Regions from separate parts of the Ovis aries genome. Here region 2 is linked to region 1. Evidence: chromatin contacts called from public Hi-C data. All regions are on one chromosome and are shown on one strand. Each heading gives the region's core, a stretch centred on a gene start, on an enhancer-like site or on the middle of the called end of the contact. The rest is flanking DNA. Distances are from core to core; before and after follow the strand shown.

Evidence for each region. A called contact is a pair of places that touch in the nucleus more often than the background predicts.
Region 2: a Hi-C map of tail adipose tissue shows a contact between it and region 1, with 3 times the contacts expected there. The contact joins the promoter of RECQL here to the promoter of LDHB in region 1. A contact is called at or near these places in 2 of 16 Hi-C or Micro-C datasets (liver and tail adipose tissue).

What each region holds. Positions count from the first base shown.
Region 1 is chr3:194,114,329-194,117,616 of ARS-UI_Ramb_v3.0, reverse strand. It overlaps LDHB (lactate dehydrogenase B), which reads right to left and starts at 1,764. Exons shown (of 8, transcript XM_027967824.3): 1 at 1,676-1,764.
Region 2 is chr3:194,272,587-194,275,874 of ARS-UI_Ramb_v3.0, reverse strand. It overlaps RECQL (RecQ like helicase), which reads right to left and starts at 1,838. Exons shown (of 14, transcript XM_042247435.2): 1 at 1,738-1,838. It overlaps GOLT1B (golgi transport 1B), which reads left to right and starts at 1,965. Exons shown (of 5, transcript XM_004006796.5): 1 at 1,965-2,120. The coding sequence starts at 2,096.

The DNA.
Region 1 (3,288 bases), core at 515-3,014:
TAACAAAACCTGGTTGAGTAATTGTATATATTAGGCAAGAGTCAGTAAGACTCCTAGTTGGAATAAAGTTACTTGAATTTGGAGACAATTGTTTTGTTCTGTAGCTATTTTCCCCCCCAAAACGATTCCCCCCCCACACACACACAATAATTGGGGTCTATACTGGGAGATTATTTTGCCTTTCCAAAGCACATTGGCAGTTTTCTCCTGGATGCTAGAGAAAAATGAAATATACAATGGTGCGCAAATGTTTCCACAAATAGATGACCTTGTAGTGAAATTTACACGTCCTGCATTTTGAGCAGTTGAGCAGAATCCGAAGAATGAATGCTGCCTCTCCTGCCGAACTAGATACAAACGAAGTTTCTCTTCATCATGGCATTTTCACTAATTGGTTTAAGATCTTCTAGGTATAGAGAGAGGATCCAGCAAAGCAGTGTAAAATAAAAATCCAGAAAGACTGCTCTAGAAATACAGATTGGTTGATCAGACAGACCTTTTAAACTATCTGGGGAATTTCAGAAATGACACTGTAGAGGCTTAAGCCAGTACAGATTTTCTTTCAGATCTTTCTACAGAAATGTGATTTAACTTTTTTTTTCTATAACAGGGGTTCTTTAATAGGGTTGTAAGACATGACAAGAAAATGTTTTATATCATACACAGGCCTGTCTCAAGATCAGTGGAGGCGTTTAAGGGCAAAGAATGAAAAACAGGGTAAAAATGATCGATATTTGGTATTTTTCATCCCCATGCTCCTGCCCCTTCTGTGGATATAAAGCACTAGAAAAGAACCCGCGCCTTAAGTTCAGAACAAAGCTCCGCTTTGCAGACTATCTCGATTCTAACCTTTTAAACAGCCAATTTTTGCCCTGCAATTCCTCCATTGAGAGCCGGCTCTCCCCTCCCCCGCTCCATCCCTCCAGCCCGCAGTGCCTGCCGGCCGCCCACGGGCCACCTCTTCCTCTTCGCGCCGCAGCGCTGAGCTCAGGTCACCAGGAGAGGCAGCCACCACGCATCTCCCCAGAGAAGGTCTCCAGCGGGGAAAAGTCTAGGCCTTTCTAAACTCTCAACACCCAAAGCCGGTAAATAAACAGCATCCGAAGCATCAAGGGAAAAAAAGGCCAGAAACGAGCCGGCCCATCGCTCTAGGAAGGGCTGGGGAGAGGCCAAGGGCAGAGCCAAGATCATCCTTCACTCTCATCCCCGAAAAGCCGGGCATTTCTCCAGGCCCGAGGTGGTGGGCGCCAACAACCACCCCAGCCCCAGCTTCACGGGTCGCCTGGCCCCTTCTCCCTCCCGCGGCTCCTCCGGCACGTGTTCGGGCGCCCGCCAGCAGGCACCGAGGGTGATGCGGCCGCCATGAACCCATCAAGGACACGTAGAACCGGGATGTAGCCGCAAGTGCAACGAATCCGTCCCCCAGGAGCGCACAGGCTGGCCGGGAGCTGCGATGAGCGGCCGACACAGCCGAGAGATCGGGCGCAGGCCCTCGGCTCCGTCGGGTCCCCCAGCCCCGGGGCAGGGCCCCCGCCCCAACCCGATCCGGATGCTCAGGGCTCCAGGCCCGCGAGCTCAGATGTCCTTCCTGGTCCTTCCCCCCCTGAGTCTTGCTGCACCAGCCCCACCAGGTCTTTTCGGAGAGCCAGGATGCAGGGTCCCAGCTGAAACCTACCAGGGGAGAGAAAGTTCTCCAGAGAGTGGTAAGGGCTGCACGAAGACAAAGTCAGCAGCGTGCGTCTCCTCCGGCGCAGGATCCGCAAGGAGGGAGGAAGAGCAGGAGGGACCCGCCCCTTGGCCGCCTCCGAGCTTCCTCTATTGTGATTGGAAACCCGAGCACCGCCCACCCCTCCCCTCGGCTCGCTCAATCCTCTTCAAGGACAAGGGCTAGGGTGCGCCCACGCCCTCCCTCGGCCTAATTGAGGAGGTCACCTTCTGGCCGCTAAGGCGGCCGCGATCACTGCTAGCCTCCGGGCTTAAAGACTCTTGCACAGAGAGGCTGCGTTATTTCTGAAACCTGGCCGTCTTCAACCCTTTGGACTCTCACGCTCTTGATTGGATAAATTTAGTCCCGGTGGAAGTAAATTTCTCTTTGGCATTCCAGGTCAACTTTAGAGGACCACTCTTCTAAGCTGAGATGCTGCTGGTGTGTGTGGTTCCTTTGGAATAATACTCCTGCTTCTGGATGTTTTTAAAAATAAAGCTACATTTTCATTTCTTCTCATCTCTGATATAAAGTTCTTTTGATGTAAGGGTTTTTCCCACCTGAACTCAGCAAATACGCAATAACTACCTACTGGTGGCTCAGCGGTAAAGAATTCTCCTGCTAATACAGGAGATGCAAGAGAAGCAGGTTTGATCTCTGGGTTGGAAAGGTGCCTTGCAGGAGGAAATGGAAATAGCAACCCACTCCAGTATTCTTCCCTGGAAAATTCCTTGGACAGAGAAACCTGGCAGGCTACAGTCCTCGGAGTCACAAGGAGACACAACTGAGCATGTGTGTGTGTGTGTGTGTGTGTGTGCACGCACACACACACACACACACACACACACACACTTGCCTGTGAAGTCAGTGAGGCCTAGTGCCTGCATTTTAAAGTTCTCTACCAATCTCTATAGTCTCAAGGGCATATAATTGGGCCACTAGTGAGTGAAATGCAGTTTCTCTTAGTCCCTGAGCGACTCCAAGGCTTCATGTGTTCATTCACTCTGTGTCTCCAACACCCAGCCCCGTGCCTGGCACCTCAGTACAGTGTTGGTGAATGAGTGAGTGAATGAATGATTAAGCAGGTGAAAGTTTCCTAGAGATTTGGATTCAGTTGTGTGTGTTTATTAACATGTTTTCAGGTACAGCTATCTCAGAAACCTCTTGCATTTGAAAGGGAGGTTTTTTTTTCTTTTTTTGCTAGTGTTATTTATTCATTTTTGGTAGATGGCCATTAATCCTATTCTTTAATTTCATCTCAGTGGCAAGTGTGGAAAGTACAAAGACGAGTGTAACACTGTGCTCACTGAGATGCTCCCAGTTCCAAGGAGATAGGTAGGCAAATTCTTCCAATTACAATTCAATGTGATAAGTGGTAATAGAGATTTGGCTAAAATACAATAAAAAAATGCAAAGAAAAGAGCCCTTAAGAAAGAGTGTGTCTAGAAAAAATGATAAACCTCAAACTCCAGGATTACAGAGGCCAGTTAGTGAGGACCTTGATGCCCATGAAGACACGGTTTACACTGAAACATGATGATCAGGGATAGAAAGGATTTGGTGAAGAAAGTGAAAGTGTTAGC
Region 2 (3,288 bases), core at 589-3,088, 160 kb before region 1:
TGGACACGACTGAAGGGACTTAGCATCCAGGCACACAGGATCCAGGCATCCAGTCTCAGCAAGACTGAAAGCAGAAGCTTTCTCCACTCTTATGAGAGAATGTAGTCTACATCTCTACAACCATTTCCCCCCACTATTTTAAACAACTCCTTTGATTGTACCATTTTTTAAAAACTGCTTATAAACTCCTTCCCCAGATGATGTGATTTAATAGCAAAAGCTAGCTGAATGTAAAAAATGTTCAAAAATTAATGAGCTATGTATAGCAGGTCTGTCAGAAGTATACCTAAACACTGTTTAAAATCCAAAACAAAGGGAGATCAGCCTTGAAAAGTCCCTGGGCAGACAAAACCAACATAGCCATACAAACAAAGCTTAATTTAGCTTATTTTGAAAGACTAACTTGACCTGGGGCACTTCGCCTTTCTGCCTCTGGAAATCAGAAGCAAAACTCCCACTGTTTCCCAAGTTTGCTATGAGGTAACCACTATCCAATTCCGTATCTTTTAAGAAAATGTTAATACAACCAATCAGTGTGAAGAATAAACAGTCAATGCCCTCTTACTAAACAACCTGCTTTACATAGCCCTGAGCCTAATTCCATGTCTCAATTTGAGATCTCTTGGTCGGCAAACTGTCTTTTTGGTGGATACACAATGAACTTTCACTAATTACCACTTCCATGATTCAGTGTTTTTACTTCTGCTCCATCTGAACTTTTGGGAGCATCCTCAGGAAATACTTTACAAGGTCTCATGTCAGTCATGCATGCCTGACATCAAGTCGCCCAGTCATATCTGACTCTTTGCGATCCTATGGACTGCAGCACGCCAGGCCTCCTTGTCCCTCACCATCTCCCAGAGTTTGCCCAAGTTCACTGGTGATGCCGTCCAGTCATCTCATCCTCTGAAGCCCTCTTCTACTGCCCTCAATCTTTCCCGGCACCAGGGACTTGACACCAGGTACCAGAGGCTAAATCACACACACACACACCCCTCTCTCCGCCACCTCGGTTTAGATGCAATACACACACACACACACACACACACACACACACACACACACACACACACACACACACACACACACACACACACACACACACACACACACACACACACACACACACACACACACACACACCCCTCTCTCCGCCACCTCGGTTTAGATGCAATACACACACACACACACACACACACACCCCTCTCTCCACCACCTCGGTTTAGATGCAACAGACACACACACACACCACACCCCGCCCCCGCTTCCGCCACCTCGGTTTAGATGCAACACACACACACACCCCTCTCTCCGCCACCTCGGTTTAGATACAACAGCAATTTAATAAAACCCTCCGTCACGCTTAGGCGTCCCCTCTGGCTTTTCCCAATAAACAGTGGTTGCAAATAAAAGGCTTTGGTGACCAAGTCTCCTGCCTGGAAAAAGCTGATGATAAAGAGACCGACCGCAGTGGAACGTGCCCCTAAAGGCCCGAGTTCCACTAGAACTGGGCGATAACGGAGAGTTCCATTAGAGGGGCGAGGGCCCCTGCTTCTCCCTCACCAACGCATTGGTGGAAGGAAGTGAACCGGCCTTCCCCATAGGCCAGGAAAAGGAATGTTAGCTCTTTCAAAGAGGTAACTAGGGGTTACCCCAGAACCTCTCCCGGGTGAAGTTAAGAAAAACATTCCCCCTCCTCGATCTCCGACCCCAAGACCCCCTCTGTCTACTACTTACCCTTTTAGCCGCACTCCAATAAAAACTTCCCGCCACCAGGCTTTCCTTTCTCTCCAGCCGGGGGCATTCACCCTTCCGGGTGGGTCCTTTCAACCAATTGCAGGTACTACCCTTCTCTTATTGGTCAAGGGGTGTGGTCACCATTTGCGTCACTGAACAAAACCAGAGATTATTGGTTGATGTTGGGAGCAGGTGTAGCCAATAGGAAGCGGGTTTGAACCTAGGGTGGGGGCGGCTGCGTGTTTCCGGAAGACGTGGCGGCTCTTGCCTGGGCTGCTTCCCGGCTTCATTCTCTCCACTTGGCTCCACACCCAGGGCGCTCCGAGGTGCTATTGCCGCCTCCCTCACCTCTGCAGCCATGATCTCGTTAACGGACACACAGAGTAAGTACCTGCCCCGAGGCCCCGCCTCAAGCCCCGCACACACCTTCCCCGGTCTGGGTCTCGCCCGCCTTCCCCTCCGCCTGCCCGGGTCAATGAATGAAGCTCCGCGATGGGGGCGGTGGCCTGCAGTACTCAGCTAGGACTGCGGGACCCTGGAGGAGCCGGGTGCTGAACTTGCGGCTGCGGACCTGGCGGGAGGGGAGAGTCAGTGGGGTCTGGGGAGACGCCCAAGCTGGGGAGGGGGAGCTTTCGCCTAGCGCGCAGGGGTCGCGCCGCTCTTTCAGGAGGATGGGCGCTTTGTTCCTGCGGGCGGCCGCGAGAGAAAGTTTGATGCGCGATGCCAGCGGCCCACTCTTGGGGTTATTTTTACACTTGACATACTTGGGGTCCTCTACAAGTTACTGCTGGTTGTTTGGAGGCCGTGTTTTAAATGTCATCCATGATAGGCTCTTTTTGGAAATGTGCTTACGCTTAAATATTTTGAGTATTTGCTTTTTGCCACCACTAGAAGCAACCTTTTAAACATCCCTTGAAATAGCTTCACTTTTCTACCGGCTGCTGTCTTCCCAATCGTAAACTTTGTGTTCAGTTAAACAACTTCTTTCGTTAATATTGTATGTTGTGCTTTGTGGTATGTTTTATTATGTTAGCATCTTTCTGTCTGCTACAGAGTTCTCCAGCCTATCTTATCTCTAAGATTCATATTGCTGTCTGTTGTCTTTCAATATAAAATTTCCCTTTCAATGTGAAATATAAAAGGGGTAGTTTTCTACCCCTTTTTGTCAGTGTTAATAATTTTGTATTTACATATCTGCCAACCCTGTGCTTCCTGTCTTTTGATGGTAGTGATAGTCTTTTTAATCTCACTTTATTTTATCTGCCATGCCTTTTTTTTTTATTCTGTATAACTTACTTGAATTTTAAAGATTTTTAAGAATTTAACAGTCTGTTGAAATAAAAAATAGAACTTCCTTAAAAAATGGCTTATTTTAAAGTGAAGTCGTAAGGTTTGGATTCAAGTCTTGACTAAGTTGAACTTCATTCACCAAGCTGCTTATAACTCCTGCACGCACTGCCACCCCAGGAAGGGTCCCTCCCTTCCTCAGATTGAACTGCCTCTGCACCTTGAGTGCCCATTTTGGTGTATCTGTTCTGATCAGAGATAATA